Linked DNA regions of Mus musculus: regions 2, 3 and 4 are each linked to region 1. Evidence: chromatin contacts called from public targeted proximity ligation data. All regions are on one chromosome and are shown on one strand. The core of a region is the stretch at or near the end of the contact, and the rest is flanking DNA. Distances in the headings are between cores, read along the strand shown.

Region 1 (4,817 bases), core at 1,353-3,852:
CCAAAAAGCCTGCCAGAGGTCAAGAGAGGACCCATAGAGAAGGCAATACTGAAGATGAGGCTTTGGTTTGCCCTGGAGGGTTTGGTTAGGTAGGGGAAGTGGGAAGGAGTTGGTGCAAGGCTGCCACATAAACATTTTGAGCACCAACCGAAGGTCTCCAGGGGCCAATGAAGGGCCAATGTGGCTAAGAGGGAGGTGAGGTGAGACTGTGGAGGAGGTTGGCTCATCAGGTATCTGTGGTCTCAGGACTGACACGTGTCCTTTATTTAGGTCTCAGCAAAAATGTTGCCACCCTTTGGTTTGGTGAAATAGCTCACTGAGGAAAGGAACTTCCGGTCAAGTCAGAGAACCTGACTTCGATCCCAAGACCAACGTGATGGGAGTGAGCCAATTCTCTGAGGTTCTCCTTTGACACATAATCATGGGCTGTGGCACATGCATCCACATACACACTAAAATAAAATTTACGTGCTAAAAACAAACATCATCTCCCCAGTGGGCATGCATACCTTTTTCATACCCTGCTAAAGTAGTCACCCCTCCAACCCCAGTACCACCTTCTCAACCCGCTCTAATTTATCTTTTATTTAGAGCACCTACCCATCTGGAACTTTCTTCTTGTTTATGTGCCCATCATTCCACAGACTGTAATCTATGTCAGCAGTTGGTTTTTGTTTTTTTGTTTTTTTCAAGACAGGGTTTCTCTGTGTAGCCCTGGCTGTCCTAGAACTCACTCTATAGACCAGGCTGGCCTCGAACTCAGAAATCCTCCTGCCTCTGCCTCCCAAGTGCTGGGATTAAAGGCGTGCGCCACCACTGCCCAGCCTATGTCAGCGTTTCTTTCTTCATCTCATTTCTGTCTCTTAGACCAATTAGATCACATTAAAGATTTATGTTGGCTATATTTTGTGATTGTAGAATTGGGCAACACCTCATTCCATGAGCCAAAGTGTGTCTTGATGCCTCGGAGGGGAGTCATTCCCTAGACAGGAAGCAGAAATAAAACAAAAGAGAAGGCCTGAGCATGTTTTCCTTGGGAGGCTAGGAGACAAAGAGGGAAGTGCAGAGATCTGACTGGTTGATAGGTCAGATTTCTCCAGTGTACTTTTCATAAGGACCAAGGCAGGCAGAACATAGTTACCATGCTTGCTGTGATTGGCAGGGCTAGGACATGTGGCCATTGCCTCTGTCTGTCCTGATTTCTTAGAAGGTTAGAAAGCTAGTTTTAATTTGCTACCATAGAACTCCATTATGACTGATACCATTTTAGTTTATTTACTTACTCTCAATGTGCCACCAGGCCTAGCCTATTTATTTATTTTACTGTGTGTGCTTGTGTGTGTGTGTGTGTGGGGGGGGTGTCTTGGGGACTGAACTCGGGTATCAGGCTTGGTAGCCGATCTGGTCCGGTCTTTAGTAGAGAAAACAAAAGAAGTTGGCAGGAGGCAGGGAACTGTTATTATAACAAAACACCTGAGGTAGGCTACTTTAAAGAAAAGAGGGTTCTCCTTGCTCAAATTTCTAGAAGCACAAGGTTCAAAGAGAATGACGTGGGCAATGTCTAGGGCCTCTTCCTTGCTGGTGTCACATTGCCATGGAAGTCAACTGGTTCATTTGTGCCTGTTCACTCTTTCTTTCCCTATATGAACTCCACCAGGATTCTTGTAATGTCTTATTCTAAAGATCCCACCTCTACATTCCACAGTTAAGCTAGATAGTAATGACACACACCTTTGATTTCAGCACTCAAAAGGCAGAGACAGGAAGATCTTTGAGTTTGAGGCCAGCCTTATCTGCAGACTGAGTTCCAGGACAGCCAGGGCTACACACACACACACACACACACACACACACACACACACACAAACCCAGTCTCAAAAAAACAAAAACAAAACCACAGAAAAACACCATAGTCGTGCTAACTTTCCACTCTTACTGTTTGGTTGCTTATTGAGACATGTTCTCTCTACACAGCTCTGACTGCCCTGGATTGGAGCTCACTATATAACCAGGTTGGACTTGTACTCCGAGATCTGCCTGCCTCTGAAGCCCAGTGCCTGTGTTTAAAGACTTCTGCAAACACACCCATCAAATTTCCATTCTTTTAAACGTACACATAAGACGCTGGGAACTAAATTCCCTTGAGTTTACAAAACAGACTATATTTAAAACGTAGCAGGCAACGAAGTCATTGGCTTGCCCATATTTCCAGAGCAAGAATTTAGGCAGTGTTAGTTTCTTTACTCATTTGTGCTTTATTTACAGGGTCACATTGTTTCTCAAAAGCCGGCCAAGGAACACAGGTCTCCGAATCATGCCTACAGACTCTCTAAGGCAGACTCTAGGAATCTGCACTTTTACAAGCTCCTGAAAAATCTGTCTTGCACACGACCATTTCAAAGACTAGTGTTCCCTAGGTGACAGCAGCTCCATCTAAAAAAAAAAAAAAAAAAAAGAGCCTTGGCGGTCCCCGCAGCCTCATGGGAAATGTAGTTTCTTCTCTCCTTCCCGCCTCAGGCCTCTTGGAGCGCTCGCCGGAAGAAGCCGAGCCAATGCGGAAACAGCCGAGTGTTTCGAGGCGGGCCTTTTCCTGCTCGGTTGCATGCTGGGAAAGGGCAGTTTCCGTTAGCTGCAGAAGGCTGAGGCGCGCCACCGGCCACCTCCCCACGTGAAGCAGTTGTGCGAGCATCGCCACGCTGGGCAGCTGTCTACCCGCGTCCGAGCGCTCCGGAAGCGGCGGGGGACCGGAAGTGGCCCGCGGAGGCTGCAGAGAACCGGGAACCCTCTGTGAGGCGACTGGCAGCAGCGCTACGACGGCGCCATGTCCCTGATCTGCTCGAGTGAGTGCTGGCTGCGGCGGGAGGCGGGAGCGTGTGTGGCCCCTGTGGCTCGGGCCCTGGAGCTCCCGGCCCTGCGTGCAGGGTGCATTTGCGCAGGGCTGCGCAATTCACGTAGCTGGGAAGAATGACTGTCTCAGGGGTCTTTTGAAACCGGCGTCGTTTTACAGAGCTGAGACAGGCCTGAGCAGAAGTGGGGGGGAGGAGCTGGTGCAGTGAAAAACAGCTCTTGGTGTCAAAAAACCCGAGGACATGCCCAGGATCCGCCTCCAATTGTGATCTGGGCTCTAGCGGGTTTGGGCCTCAGTTTCCCCATCTGCAAAATTGAAAGCATTGCAGTGGGCATTGCTTGGGAAACCTCGCTTAGGAATCGGACTTTCCGATTTGCAGAGATCACGCAGTGACTTCGAGACAGGGCTGGAAGCCAGGTGTCTGGCTTCTAGCCTCGCGCAGTATGACTAATGAAAACAGCGAATGTTTAGAAAACCTGTATTGATTTACGATGCATTTCCAAACGGTGATCTCATTTTATGCTTACAAGAATTGTCTGAAGGGAAATAAAGATCCGTGAGTTACAGAGGGTGTCGGAAGTCTTGAAGAATGGGTTTACCTAGGGGTGTGCGAGGAAGCTAAGCAGTGGAGCTTGGCTCTTTGAGCCTGGATCCATGGTTTTCCCGTGCACTATGCTGTCCTGTCTTGGGGTGTTGTATTACGGCATTGCGGGTGTTCTCCCATATTGTTTACCACGTTACTAGATTCCTCGCCTTCTCTATTTCCCTCTCAGAACGTTGCCATTAGTTCAAAGAAGGAAAAGGAGGAGGGAAATGACAAGCAGAAAAGGAAATCTCATACTAGAGAAATTGCAGTTTGCAAAGTATTTACAAACGATTTGTTTTCTTTCCATCTTTGAGACCACACTCTTACGTGCCCAGGGCTATCCTTCCTCTGGTAGAAGAGGGAAAGCTCCCAGAAAGCTTTAGTCGTCGAGTAGTGTGATAAACCAACAGAATAGGACAGGAAGGCCGTGTACAAGATACGGGTTTTAAATATGGCACAAATCCATACTTAATAACACATGCATGGGAGTCCTGCAAAAATAGGTGATTCTAAGAGAAGCCACGGAGAAGAATAGGAGCTTGAACCTTAGGATGGTGACTCACAACCTATGGGAGGCTGAATAGAATTGTGTGGTGAATAAGAGCTGTTTTGTGATGTGACAAGTCGCTATCTTAGAGCAGCTTTCAGAAGAGTCTGATGTGGAGGTAGCTTCCACTTGTCTGCTAAAGTGAACCAGTTGACCCTGTTTAGGGGAAGGTAGAGAAACAAGTCTGAGAAGGTCAGAGAGACCTTGGTTTTAAGCCTGCTTTTGGGGCCTTCATTTCTTTATTTTTTATTTTGGTAGTTAAGCATGCTCAAGGCTTCGTACTTTGGAATATTCTTTTCTGGGCCCCGGGACTTTTGCACTCATTTACCCTGTTATGATGTTTATCAAGTGTCAGCTTAGTATCTGCATTGTCCTGGAGGTCAGTGACAGCTGTAACGGCCATCTTCAAGGGTACACAGACTATTCTGTCAAGCGCTTAGAATAGAATCTTGCTTGGCATGTAGTAGCAGAGCTCTTTGTTTGCTTGTTTTCATTTTATCAGTACTTGTCACGTTGCTTCGGAATTTCTCCTGTTGATCTGTCTAGGGCTCCCACTGGATGACAGGTTTGAGTTGTGCTCTGTGTGCTTCTCTGTCCATCTCGGTTCAAAAATGAGATGGGCAGGACTTACTGACCACTCTGTACAGTACTGGCACATAGGATCTGGGCAGTTATTATTTATTGACTTTTATTATCAGCAGACCAGAGAATTTAGCTAAGTAGTTGGCGAGCATTGTAGGACCAAGTACGGGCAGGCTTGCTGTCACAGACCTTGCTTCCTGATAGCTGACTAGGAGGACATGGTCTTGTTGGGGCTGACACAATGAAGAATCTCC
Region 2 (4,898 bases), core at 1,235-3,734, 590 kb before region 1:
AACGTCAGCTCACCACACTTTTTACCTACTGTTCAACACTGCGGCGAAACACATGAGCAGAAAACTTTGTACCTCAGGAAACAAGCTTTTGCAGTGAGTTCGTGGTCATGGCGGACACTCACAAGGATGCTAGAGATAAAGGCCCAAAATAGAGCAATTTACAGTTCCCCTCACCTTCCCCACCTGGAAAGAGTGTTCAGCCAGAAGTTGAAGCACATCTTGGGACTTCTCACCATATTTATCCAGCCTTGGGATACACCCTTAAGGATGCTCATTGACTCTTTCCCTCCTCCATGTGTCTAAAGGATTCATTGTCCCCTATCCCCCTGCCCTACAGCCCCAGCCTCCCCTACAGGACCACTTGGTAGGAACCCTGACCCAGTTCACTTTCTTTAGGCCATGGTCTCCAGAATGCTGACGTGACAGCTCCCCACTCCCATTCTCAGAACCAAGGGAAATTCTCAAGAGAAAATACACTTTCCAAGTCTCCCTCCCACACAGATACCCTAGATCTGTCAGCCACAGACACCTCCCAGACCTTCCCAGATAATGAGGTGTGTGTGCAGCCCAAGCAAAGAGCTTCCTCCTGTGTGGGCCACTCCAGCAGAACTCCACACTTGCCATGGCCAAGTCCAGAACTAGAACCGTCCTCGGGAGACCCGGGGCCTGGTTCCAGCTCAGTAGCTGACTCACAGTGTCAACAGATCCCACATCCCCCCACCAGGAGCATATATCCTCTGGGTTTCTAATTTCCCATGACAAACCCTCAACCTATGTCTCCCTTCCTCCCCAGTCACATTCCATGCCTCTATTCCCAACCACCTTGTGTCTCTTGCCCTGATGGAAATCCCTGACCTTCGTATAGCCTCTTGCTGCTTATAGAATTCTCCACGCACAGTCTCCTTCATTCTGGGACCACTGGGATCACTGTGTGAAGTGACTCTTAAAGGTAACAACACCAGCTCAAGGTCACACAGCCAAAGACTGGAATTCAAGTTATCTGGCTCTAAAGACAGTGGACAACATGTCAGCTTTAGGGAACTTAACTCAGTTCCCTCAAAGGAGGGAGGCTTCTCCAAGCACCCATGTTGGCAAAGAAACACCCTTCTCATGCAAAGCTCAGCTCTTTGCTTCTACTTCTGTGCCTTCCCCCCCAAGAAACCCATAACACCCTGAAGTCTTCAACGTCTCTAGGGGTCTGCCCACTGATGCTCTGTGAAGTGGGACATCATGTGGCAATGAGAGGAGGAAGGAGATGGGGGCTGGGAGGGGGGAGAGATAGAGGGAGGGAGGGAAGGAAAGAGATAGAGAGATGGGGGACCTTCTCCAAAGCTTCTCAGAAGACTAGTTAGGATATATGCAATCTCCAAACACTCCCAGTAGCCACAGAACCATCTTCCACGCAGCCCAAAAGATACAATTCCCAGAAACCCAGTAGCACCGCCATCAACCAAGTGAAAGGAAGGGCCCAGGGACGACGTAGCCTGGGCTACTTCTCTATACCCTTCTGAGTCTCCTATAATCAGAAACAAGGACCACCAGTGAGAACCACCTATTCCTCCCATCTTCCTCCAAATGGGGGAGGACTCATGAGCCAGGTAAAGGTTCATAACTGAGCAGAGCTCTACCTGGGACAGCAACCAAGAACCTCATGGTAGACACATGGTGTCTCTTATTCTCATCCATCATAAAAAACACCAACCTTCTTCCAGCCTTCTGCCCCAAGGCCAGCACACCAACAGGCATTAATGCTGAGCCCCATGACAGAGACGTCGCCCCTACTGATCTCCCTGTAAGGGTGGGTATTTACCCTCTTATTTACCAGGGTCTGAGGGCCACCTGTCTTCCCTCACAGTATTAGTCATTCCAGGGCACTGCGCTAAGCCAAGGCCATTTCTCACAGCAGGGCCGGAGCCACTAGTCATGCCCAGGACATTGATTCTTTAAGCCCCCAGGACCATCACTCCAAACCATGTCAAGCCCAAGGCCAGAACCATGCCAACCAACATCCAAGCAATGGCAGCACTTTCTCACACCCATGCCCACCGCACCATCACGGCCCAGCATCAGCTGGCCACCCACCAGCACCAGCTGCGTGCATCGCCCTCCTGTACAGAGGGTGCACCCTCCTCACACCTGGGCGGCCACCGCTACACCAAGGCGGGGGTGAGTCTTCTGACACCCTCGCCAGGAAAAATCACGCTGCCCGTGCTGTATCCACGTTGCCCACGCCCGTGCCATGCGTGTCACCATCCCCACGCCGGTGGCCCGGGGCTCCGCGGACCTCACACCTGCCACGAGCGCGCGTGGCAGCCGCACCTCCGCCCGCGGACCTGTCGGACCGGCCACCGCGCGCAGTGGACATTGCCCAGCCCGCCACGCCGCTCGCAGAGCTCCTGCGCCCGGGACTCGGCCCGGGCCCCCTTACCTCCGGCCCGCCGCAGGGCTCGGCCCGCCGCGGCCACTGCGACCGCCACCTCCATCCTGGGCTCCCCAAGGCCCCTATTCACTAACGTTGCTTCCGCAGGGCGCCGGCGCCGGCGCGAAGGCCGCCTCCGCCCCCCGGGGGACGCTGCGTCCTTTACGTAAACCCCACTCCGCCGCCAGCGGTGACCATGGCGACGGCCGTGGGGCGGCAGCGCCCCCTAGCGCCAGGGAGGGGAGAGGCGCGCAGGCCCGAGGTGGTGGAGCCCTGGATCCCCGCGCGTGGGGGCGGTGGGCGCGGGGCTGAGGCCTCCACGGGGGTTCCGTGGGCAGACGAAAGGGGTTGGACCGTGGGCACTGAACAGGGGCACGGTAGCTGCTTGGGTTCCCCTCCTTCAGGTCCCGCGTGACAGGGTTTAGCGTGGGAGATGAAAAATAGCAAGTAGGATCACCGGAGAACTGGTTTGTTTGGGGGAGGAAAGGAGAGAGATGGGTTCCACCTCCTTCAGGGGACCTAGCAGCGTCTTGAGGAGTTGGGACACATCTTTATCTATGTCCTCCTCTTCCCCCCTACTCTCACCCTCCTCAACACCCAGCATAGTGCCTGACAGCAAAAGGGGAGTTTGATCAATTTTGATTTTCTGATAAATGAAGAAAATCGCCCCTCCTGTTCTCCTTCACACACGCCCATCCATTCATGCGCAAGTCGCTCAACTCGCCTTCCTGAAAGCTGCTTTTTGGCAGGGACACAGCTATGCTGGTGTTCTGGGTTGAGTCTGGGGAGTGGGTGGGAGCAGGCTTGCCCTTAGAGATATCAGGTCACATGGGGGCTAAGCTAAGAGCTGCAGCTGCACAGGGGGTCATAGGTAAGATTGGATCTAGCGGTCATGATGATGCAATCAGTTAAGTCTCCAAAGTCGAGCAGAAAGATATGAGAGGTCGAAAGGAAAGTAACGCAGAAAGCAAGCGTGTGAAATGTTTCCTGGGCTCAGACGTCATTCTGAGAATGACGTCAGGATGATTGACTTGTTCTGTAGGCCTGGAGGACATAGGTGGACATCTGACTGAAAGTGAAACCCTGCATCCGGGACAGACTTCTCCTCGTTGCAGAGTTCAGCCCCTCGCCAGGCAATTCGGTAGCATCTACGGTTATTGCAAAGATAAGCTCTGGCTTAGGTAAAGAAAATGGATTTGGGGAACAAATATGAGCACTTCAAGAATTCCTGGAGAGGAGCTCCCGATGTCTCAGGAAGTTCAGAAATCTGGGGAGGCCTGGGTTCAGGGACGTTATCTCTAGATTGTCATGGTCCATTCAAACCACACAGTTGGAGATAATATCTCTTGCTTCAAAGTCCCAGACACCTGGAAGAAAGAATTATATTGGTCCTGTGAACCATGGTAGATCAACTGATGCCAGGCAGAAAGGACTCTGCAAAATCAGCTCTTTTCCTTACTCACCAAAGTTCCTAATGGAGAAAGCATGCCCACGTGGCCATCCCTAAATAGTCTACTACAGTCTACCCCTTAGCTGTCCGGCACATAGAAAACTACACAAGTTCCACACACACACACACACACACACACACACTCGCACACACACTCACACACACACACACACCATCATCATCACCACCATCACCATCATCATCATCCCCATGTATCCAATCCTCGACAAACCAGTTCTGACCAGTTCTATAATGTGGGAGGCTAATACTACTGGGATTCTCAAGGTGATGTCCTGTTCTTGGTCAGCTGCATCAGTGAGCCCCATGTAGGGCATCCCACACCAGGATTATTCACTGCTACTAACATAATCTCTGAACTCTTTCAGCTAGGTATGTGACACGGACAAGGACATGCCGTAGGGAAGCTTACTAGAAATTCCGAGCCTCAGACCCAAGATCTTAGCTTGATTACAAAACCCTCAGGGGATCTCTGTGCATGTGAAAGTTTGGGAAATTGTCATTGTGAAACTAGGGGAAAGGGGAAAGGGAAAGGTAAGAAAAAGCGATTTCAATCTTGATCATTCCCATCAGACACTAAACATCTAATGCTCTATTTTGAGCATACATGAGATCCCGGGTGCAATCACCAACCCCCAAACAGACAAAAGGAATTAGTTAATTATTTAGAATTCAGCAATGTGACTGAGGAACAAGGAAGCACAGGTAGAGGCTGCAGGCATTATTTTTGCAGCTGCTTTTGAACTCCTGGAAGGAGTCCATGACTTCCTACCTCTGACTCCTTAGTCCTCTTTGCCTTCTGGCCATGTCTCATTTGGCTAGCAGGCTGACCTAAGTCTTAATCCTTCAAGGCCTTCAGTGGCAGTGCATAGGGTCTCTGGAGTCTGTCTGTCTCATTCTGTGTGTGTGTGTGTTTGTGTTACTGTCTACCTTATCTATCTTATTCTTTGAGACACTGTCTCTCACTGGACCAGGACTCTCTAACTCACTGACTGGCTGGACTGGCTGGCT
Region 3 (4,847 bases), core at 990-3,489, 710 kb before region 1:
TGGGATCCTGAACTCAAGTGGGTAAAGGAGAAAGGCATCGGAATGTGAGCAGTCCTCTTATCTGTCTCCTGGCTTGCCTGAATGTGAGCAAGCTCGGAATGCCACAGCTGGTGCCATGGCTTCTGCCTATGCTATGCCCATGCCTACCCTCGCACTAGGAGCCGTATTAAACCCTCCTTCTTAAGCTGCACCTTGTCAGTATTTTGGCACAGCTGGGAAAAAGCAGCTAATACAGCAATCTAAGCATTAATTGTTCAAAACATGTGATAAAGGGACAGCAAGGCCGCTTAGCAGGTAAAGGTACTTCCTAGAAGCCTGATGACCTGAGTTTAGTCCCCAACACCCACATGATAGAAGGAGAGAATAGACTCCCGCAGGTTTGTCTTCTGATATCTACATATAGGCTGTGGCATGTATGGTTTTTTTCCACTGACACACACAGGTAAATACTCTAAATAAATAAATAAATAAATAAATAAATAAATAAAATTAAAAGATTTTAAGTAGTAAGATATAAGATAAATTTTTCATATAAAATTAATACTTCTTATGCCAGAATGGTTTAGCACCATTATCAAGAACGGGAAACTGAGGCTGAGGAATGTCCGTGCAGACAGTTTAGTTCTCACACTTAGCCAGAGCAAGAGCGAAACTCCAAGGAGAATAGAGATGTTTTGTTCCCAGTAAAGTTCCCTATTGCAGAAAGACCCACAATACACAGAATTGTTAGAGAACAGGCTCTGTGCCACAGTTGGCAAACGGCGCTCTAAAGAAGCTCATGCTTCCAGAAATAGAGATTGCTAGATTCACCAGTCTACACACTGCTGGTGTAACCACTGCTGAGGCTGTCACACAAACTTCACGATTGATTGCGTCCTACTGTCTCCTGACAATTAAGGCCACTAAACCTGTATAATTCTAATTAATATAGTGAAACACAGTGGTGCTTGCCTATGATTACAGCACTTGGGAGGCCAAAGCAGGGCGATCATTGCAACTTCGAAGCTAATCTGTTCATCACAGTGAGTTCCAGATCAGCCAGGGCTACTGCTTCCAGGGACAAAAATAACAACAAAACACAATACGAAACTAAGATCACTAGAAATAGAAAATGCTAAAGCTAATTGCAAATGTTAAACTACATACAAAGAAGGCAAGGCTGGCCTTTCTTCGTTTTATTTTTGTTTTAAAATCGTTTTTAAAATTGCATTTATTTATTTATTTACGTGTGTGTGTGTGTGTGTGTGCTGCCATGAATTGCAGGCAATGTAGGCTAGAAGAAAAACTTGTGGAAGTCAGTACTCTCCTTCCATCTTGTGGGTCCCAGGGATCCATTTCAGGTCACTGGGTTTTGCATCAGGCAACTGTTCCTCCTGAACCATAGAGCTATCATTAGTATTGTTATCATCATCATCATCACCACCACCATCATCATCATCATCACATTTTAGTTAGTGCATGTGTGTGTGTGCATGCGTGCATGTGTTAATTGTGTGTGTGTGTTCCTAAGTACTATATTCTTGTAAGTCAAAAGTGACGGCCAATCATAGCAGACAAGACTTCTGTTAGCGTTGGGCTATCACGTGAGCAAAAGCCTGGAACTGTAGCCAATCAGTCTCTTTCTTTATGTTAGTCCTCTTTCTTTCCACACATGCTAACTGCCCACCTTGCTAGGAAGGGGGATCTCTGAACGGCTACTGGGTCAGGATGCTGTTTTGTTTGCTAAAGCCACTGTGTTTAATTTGTCACGTGTTTCCTAGGGGCAGGAAATTGACAGAACGTTTGCCTTAGCACAATCTGCTGTATGAAACAGAACGTGGAAAGCAGTGCCTGTAAACCCAGAACTCAGGAGAGTCAGAGGTTCAAGGTCATTCTCAGCTACACAGTGAGTCTGGGGCCGGCCTGAGCAACATGAGAACTGTTTTCTTTTCTATATGTTCACACCAAGCTTCTATGCGCCCTTGGGACCTCCGCCTTAGCTACATCAAGCTGTGACGCACTCAAAGGAACCGTTATCCTATCAATCCCTACCATGCTCAATAAAAAAATAAATAAATAAATTCCGAAGTGGAATAGCCTGGAGACCACTTTCAGGCCCCGCGAGGGGGCGCGTCTCTGCCGCTGGAAGTAGCCTGAGTCTCTCCGGGGAGTGGGGAGTCTGTCTTTGCTACCCGAGAGAGGCGGAGCTCGCGCCCCACGCCACTCGGCTCAGCCAATGGGAGCTCGCGCCGCGGGGCTCGGCGGTCCGCGCCAAGGGTGCTGAAAACCCTGCGCGCGAACGGCGGTCTCCGGGCGCGCGCTCGAGGCAGCCCGACGCTCCCCTAGTTCGCGAGCCTGGCGTGCGCTGCCCCGCGGCCCGGAGCGCGCACCTCTCAGACTCCAGCTTCCCCCGCCAAGCTTGCTATGGCTCCCGACCCGGTGCCGACCCCTGGCCCGGCCTCCGCCCAGCTCCGCCAAACGCGCTACTTTACTTGGGAGGAGGTGGCGCAGCGCTCCGGGCGGGAGAAGGAGCGATGGCTCGTGATCGACCGGAAGGTGTACAACATCAGCGACTTCAGCCGCCGCCACCCGGGGGGCTCCCGGGTCATCAGCCACTACGCGGGTCAGGATGCCACGGTGAGAGCGGACAATAGGCGCATCTGCACCTCGGGGAGGGACATTGGCGGGGAGAGAGGCCTTTGAACCCGGGATGCAAGCGCCTGAGAGACCGGAGCGGTAGACGGTGGCCGGAGACACGCACACTCAAACAAAGGGCTGGTTGCACATCCGTGCTTTGCCTCTGGAGTCTCAAGCATGGGTTGGATAGGAGGGAATGAGCTTTCCAGGCACCCGTTCAACGGTACTTGCAACCTCCGGTGGTGGGAGGAGGAGTCTGAGCAGAGAGTGGGAGTCGCGTCCTGTCTGCCAGGCTAGGAGGGTGAACACAGCCTTGTCTGACCTAGAGAACTGGCCCTAAGTTGGGATTCGGAGCGGAAAGGAAGTGGGAAAGGACTGCTTGCGCTAGGGATGACACTGAGGACCCGGTGCTTGGGCATCACCTGTACATTGTGAAGCCCGGAGGGTAGGGTAATGAACCTGAGCCGGTCCAAGACAGCTTGCAGTTGGAGTCGTAAAACTGTACTCGGATTCTTAGTGCGAGGTCACTTGGGCCAGGGAGGTCGACTATTGAGGGAATAGGGCTCCCGCGCGATTAGACACTTCGCGGGGTCGCGTCCCTTTTCCGTTGTAGCTTACTGAAGGAAGAGTCAGTACGAACCCCAGCTTCTGTCTAGTGGCCCTGTTTTCTCTTTTTAGACCATATCCTCCCTCAGAGGCGAGGGCCGGACTAGGAATGACTTAGGACAGAGCATTCTTTGACAGGATTGTCATCTGTTGGGTCTCTACATTTGGGTCCATCTCCCTTTTAACTACCTAATGCCATCCCTCCGACCTCTTACTCCTTGTCTGCCAGTCTAACGTGCTCCCGGGGTCCTCAGGGTTCCTATTAAGTTGCCCATGAAGTTAGAGGTGGAGGGCCTTAGCGACCAGGCTAGAAGGAGCCGGTTTCTAGAAGTAACCACCCAGAATCCAAACAGCAGTGCATTCCTATACCGGTTCATGAAAGGATGGAGCAGACCCGCTCCGTCTAGGCTTCCCATTCTGTGTGGCTTGGGGGCCTAGGATTTCATGGCAAGGACAGCGATTGGTCTGGATGTGTGGTGCCACTGACCACGGACTCCACCTCCGCTTACAGCTTTTTTTCCCTAAGGCCCTCCCACCCACCTTGTATAACCCATATTAACTATTCCGGAGCGGGAATGGTCAGAATGTTGAGGGAAATAGGGAACCCTGCCCAAAGGAGGAAGAAATGTGAAGAGTTCCCCAGCGCTGGCATAGGTAGGGAGTCTTCCTCACAACAGAAGCTGGCTAAGAAAGAAAGGGACATGTTGAAAGTACTGTAGGAACAAAAACCTCATAGCCCCACCTATTCCCGCAAGCTGCTTCTCTCCTGTGCTAAATTCCTACACCAAGTGTCTGTAGACATGAAGGCTAGCTTCGTCAGGTCCGTGTTTGTGGCATTCAGCGGAGTCTTTCCAGTCTTTGGTGTAGTGCCCTTTCAGTGGAAACCCAAATGCCAGGTGATCTGGGACTGACATCTGGAAGAACAGTAGGGAGGAGGGAGGAGGCCTTGCATCAGCATTGATGCAAACCTTGTTGACCTGGAGGATGGTCTTTGATGTGAGGCCCTTGGGAGCCTGGGAGACAGGGGTCCTCACTGTCTTCTCTCTGTATTTTTAGGATCCTTTTGTGGCATTCCACATCAACAAGGGTCTTGTGAGAAAGTATATGAACTCTCTTCTGATTGGAGAGCTGGCTCCGGAGCAACCCAGCTTTGAACCCACCAAGAATGTGAGAGGCCATGTTTGCTGTTTGGAGACTTAGTTGTGGAGGGAGAGGGGGCAAATGCCTGCATAGGATCACAGGTGACGGTTCTTGGGAGTCTTGAGTAGTCATGGGGTAATAAGCCCACTGGAGCTTGTTCCAGTGCTACTACCACCGATGCTCCCATCACCAGTCCTCCCACCAGTAGTGCTCTCATCATCAGTGCTCCCACCAGTAATGCTCCCATCACTAGTACTCCCATCACCAGTGCTTCCATCAGCAGAGCTCCCATCACTCGTATTCCTATCACCATTGCTCCCATCACCAATGCTCCCATCACCAGTGCTCCCATCACCAGTGCTCCCATCAGCAGTGCTCCCATCACTGACAGCAGACCTATTTACTGAGCATCATGTACCAATGTAAACTCATAAAATACTCTTCATATATGCACACATAAGAAAACACGCTCAGAGAGTTTAAGC
Region 4 (4,382 bases), core at 476-2,975, 920 kb after region 1:
AGGGCAAAGCCCCAGTGCTAATGCAGACTAATACTTCCCTACTGTAAGGAGCTCATTAATCACCTGGGAAGACTCGGTGAGACCTTCACCAGGTCTAGTCTGAGATCTGAGCTGATGCGCGCTTCTAGGCTAGCTAGGAGGCAGACTCCACTGTGAGTTTCCAGGGCTGCACTGTTATATCCCATTAAGTGGCAGCCTGTATCACCGGGTGGGTTCCTAAAGTTTCACACTCGCCCTGCTCCATAGAATGTGCTCAGTAACTTACTAAATGAATCTATACCTCCAAAAATTGATGCTTCAGCACTTCCCTATATCAATCCCATTATGTCATTCAACCTTCATAACAGACCTATAAGGAAGGAAGATTCTCCCTTGACCGACAAGGAAATAGGCTCAAAAGAGTAAGTGACCTAAGCTTTTCAGCTTTTGTGCGGCAGACGACCACAGCTGTCTCCGGGGGTACAAGACAAAATAATTACAGACCACTGAATGGGAAGAGGGGTGCCATCTCAGCACCTAACAGGCTCACCGCTCCGGAAGTCACCCGGAACTCTCAACTACTCCGGGGATGGAGTAGCCCTGCCCGGTGCTCCGGGAGGGAAATAGAAAGGAGAGGAGGCCGGTTTGGGGCACAGTGCCAGGCGGCAGAAGACAGCTGGTGAGGTGAGCCCCCTGACTTCTCCATTAGCCCCGCTGATTTCAAGTCCCCGAGTGGGTCCAGCTCTGGAGGAACCCTGTCCAGCTTTGGGGGAGAAGGGGTAAGAGGGTTACGGGCGTCCAGGGAAATCGCAGCTAGGTGATGAATCACCGAGCACATGACCCTGCAGGGGAGGGGAGGGTGCAAAGCTCCGCGGGATGAGGCGGGGGCTTGGGCGGAGGGAGGCCTAGCGCGCAGAGCACCCCTGCGGCCTGGGTTAGGGGAACTAGGAGAAGCCCCTCTCCCACGCCACTTATCCTGATGACCGATCCCCGCAGCCCGGGGCCCGCCTGATCCCCCAAGCGCCGCGGACTCACGGCCTTCAGCTGCTCCAGCCGGTCCTTCATCCTGGCCCAGGTGAGGGCGGCGGGCGCCTTGTCTCAGGTGAGCGCGTCCCAAGTGAGCGGCCTGGAGCGGCGGCGGCTGCCGGCCGGGGCGAGAGAGCTGCTAGAGCGGGCGGAGGCGGGCGGCGGCCGCTCTCGAGGAGGAGCGTCCGAGGCCACCGAGGTCCGCCGCGCCGCCCCCTCCGGCCCCCGCCGGCGCCGCGCTCCAAATCCGGCTACGAGACCGCGCCGGCTCAGGGCTCGCCCGCCCCTGGGCCCGCCCCATACCTGGGCCGCTCCCCGAGCTCCTGCTTAAAGGGCCAGCGCGCTCCAGCGCCGGAAGCATTCCGGGCACACCTTCCCATGCCCCTCGAAAGGCAGAAACAAAAAAAAAAAAAAAAAAAGGCGGGGGTGGTCTGTCTGGCTTCGATTCCGTATTTTCCGCACTGTTCTTATTGTTCGGCCCTCTGCGGACTCCTCAGGTTGAAGACAAGCTGGTTCCTGCTCCCTTTGATGAGGGAAAACGTTCCGATGATGCTCAAGAGATATTCCGCCTTAAAGAAGGGACCTGTTGGGTATAAAATCTGTGCGGTTCGGGCTCAGAGACTTGTTCCCGTAGGGCGTAACTGCAGATGAGATGCCCTGGATCGGGCTGCGGCGAGGAATTTGGGGATTATGATGCTAGTGGTTGTGGGGCCTCTCGAAGTCGTGTAGGCGGTCCAGTCACCTTTTACTAACAATTTGAATAACTTGAGGGAATCTAGGAGAGTCCGTTTCCATAGCTATATAAATCAGAGGCTGCTTAGCAATTTTCTGCTTAGCCTGTACGAGAAAAGAAGCAACTGACTTTTAACTACCGGGCAGAGTTGTAGGATAAAGACGTTTGTTTGATTTGGAAAACTTAAGCCCACCTCTCTCCTCCTTGCTGTCAAGAGCCCTGGGATTTGAAGAATTTTTAGAAAAGTGTGGTTCTTCTCACTGCCCTTCCTCTTCAACGGTGCCCCTATTCCCTTCCCCTCCGTATTTGATTTGGGGATAACAAATGGCGTATCGACCAGAGTAGTGGTCAACAATTGGCGCTAGTGAAGACTTGGTCTCAAGTTCGAGAAGTATCCTCGACTTTGTGTTCAATCTTAAAGGCCATAGATACTTTCTAATTATAACCGGACTTTACCCTCTGCGATGTGCACGCTCCTACTGACTTCCTCCGCTGCCATAAAGGTAGTCAAGTAAGGCAGGGCTTGAGCTGTTAGAGCCAACTATGCGGTAATCAACTCTAATCCTCTATCTGACCTCCGGCTCCTGTCCTGACGCTGGCCCAGCGAGGACTGCGAAAGTTTCCACGCCCCCTGGTGGTCGTAACCCTACAGCTAGGGCTTGAACACCCCCACCCCAGCCCAGCAAACACTTGGAAAACCTTCCGCCACCGAGCTCATTCTCTAGCATCAGCCCTTAGGTTTTCTCCTTTCAGACAGAATCTCCCTGAATTGCCCAGGCAAGCTTTGAACTTGCCATTCTCCTGTTTCAACCTCTCCAGTAAGAGGGGTTACAGTGAAAAACTCTCGAAGTGTGGACGTCTGAAATCTGGACAGAAGTGAGGAAGGAGGATGGATTCATTTTGAAGCAAGAACAAAGGATTCCAGTTAAGACGCGATTGATTTTAGGCTGCAAAAAACGGCCCTGCAGTAAAGAACACTGACTGGAGGACCTGGGTTCAATTCCCAGCATCCACATGGTGACACACAGTTCCAGGGGATGCAACGCCCTCTTCTGGGCTCTGCAGAGGTTACACACATGTGGTATACAGACATAATGCAGGCAAAAACATTCATACAAGTAAAAAAAAAATTTTTTTAAGTCCCAGCAAATTATTTTAAAGGATATAATTGATTTCAACAGGGAAAAAATTGTGACTCTCATGCAAATATAAAATGAATATATTTTAATGTTTTAGCTTATTAGTGAAGCAACCAGTAAGAGGTTAAACTCATTCAGATCCACAGACAAACAGCAGGAAGGCTGGCATGAATAGGTTACTTGATGCAAAACTAGCTCTGGGGATGGGAGAAGAAACCGTGCTTCTCCTGTACACTAAGTCCTTATAATCTCCATGAATAGAAGCACTCTGCTTACTACCGATATCTAATTTACATAGCTGGACAATAGCTGTGATACAATGAAAGTCACAGACTATTATAGAATCAGAAAGGTGCATTAGATAAGGCCACCATAGGATACATAGCATGGAACAGCTTTTTGTTAGTGGTCACTGGTCATTTTAATTTGCTCAGTTTTTCTGTATACTCCCAAGGTAGTACCTTCCATGACTGAATGGTACCAGCTCTGTTAAAAAGTTATTATACAGAACAAGTTTTCTTCCCTATTACTTCTTGCCTTAATCCAGACACTTAAAAAAAAAAAAAAAAACATAAGTCAGAGCTTAAGAGATAGCTCAGTCAGTAAAGTGCTTCCTCCACAAATATGAGGACCGGAGTTCAATTCCCAGAACTTATAATAATAATAATAATAATAATAATGATAATAATAATAATAATCAAACACAGTGGCACATACTGGTAATTCCAGAACTGGGAAAGTAGAAACAGTGGATCCCTGAGATTTACCAGCCAGATCTACCTAGCTGTGAGCGCCAGGCCAGTGAAAGACATTGTCTCAAAAAACAATGAATGGCAGGGGGCGGGGAGGAGGGACAAACCTAAGGTGTTTCTAAAATTGGATGTCTTGAATTCCACCACCCTTAGAATATTCATTCTATTCTTAGAATTGAGGGAATCTACCCAACACATAGCACTAAGTACATATACTTAAAAGAAATTGGAGACATCTCAAACTAATTACGTAGCAGCACATCTAAAAACTCTAGAACAAAAAAAGAGAGAAAGAAAGAGAAAGAAAGAAAAAAGAAAAGAAAAGAAATTACACCCAAAGGGGGTACATGTTAATAAATAATCGAACTCGGGGCTGAAACAAATACAATACAATACAGAGAATCAATGAAACAAAAGTTGGTTCTTTGAAAAAAAATCAATAAGATTGATAAACTCTTATCCAAATTTAAAAAAAAAGGCAGAGAGTATTCAAATAAACAAAATTTGACATGAAAAGGGGGACATAACAACAGACACTGAGGAAATGCACTCCACCAAATTGGAAAATGTAAAAGAAATGATTAATTTCCTCAATAGATGCCACTCACCAAACTCAAATCAAGATCAGATGAGCAACTAAAACAAAGCTATTACCCTCGTGAAAATGAAGCAGTAATTAAAGTCTCTAAACCAAAAAATGCCCAAGGCCAAATGGTTTGAGTACAGAATCCTACCACACTTTGAAAAAATAGT

What was found.
Region 2: a contact with region 1 is called in a targeted proximity ligation map of pancreatic cancer cells. A contact is called at or near these places in 1 of 39 promoter capture datasets (cranial neural crest) and 1 of 130 datasets of targeted methods (pancreatic cancer cells).
Region 3: a contact with region 1 is called in a targeted proximity ligation map of pancreatic cancer cells. A contact is called at or near these places in 2 of 39 promoter capture datasets (hippocampal neurons and liver) and 2 of 130 datasets of targeted methods (embryonic forebrain and pancreatic cancer cells).
Region 4: a contact with region 1 is called in a targeted proximity ligation map of microglia, with 5 times the contacts expected there. A contact is called at or near these places in 3 of 39 promoter capture datasets (cranial neural crest, embryonic stem cells and hippocampal neurons), 2 of 130 datasets of targeted methods (embryonic stem cells and microglia) and 2 of 9 other capture datasets (adipose tissue and liver).

What each region holds. Positions count from the first base shown.
Region 1 is chr19:10,892,629-10,897,445 of GRCm38.p6, forward strand. It overlaps Prpf19 (pre-mRNA processing factor 19), which reads left to right and starts at 2,603. Exons shown (of 16, transcript NM_134129.4): 1 at 2,603-2,840. The coding sequence starts at 2,822.
Region 2 is chr19:10,302,393-10,307,290 of GRCm38.p6, forward strand. It overlaps Dagla (diacylglycerol lipase, alpha), which reads right to left and starts at 2,485. Exons shown (of 20, transcript NM_198114.2): 1 at 2,429-2,485.
Region 3 is chr19:10,180,649-10,185,495 of GRCm38.p6, forward strand. Fads1 (fatty acid desaturase 1) reads left to right here and starts at 2,240. Exons shown (of 12, transcript NM_146094.2): 1 at 2,240-2,616; 2 at 4,279-4,389. The coding sequence starts at 2,404.
Region 4 is chr19:11,817,678-11,822,059 of GRCm38.p6, forward strand. It overlaps Stx3 (syntaxin 3), which reads right to left and starts at 1,726. Exons shown (of 11, transcript NM_152220.2): 1 at 1,015-1,726. The coding sequence starts at 1,044. It overlaps Gm41810 (a long non-coding RNA gene), which reads left to right. Exons shown (of 2, transcript XR_003952942.1): 1 at 1-663; 2 at 976-4,382.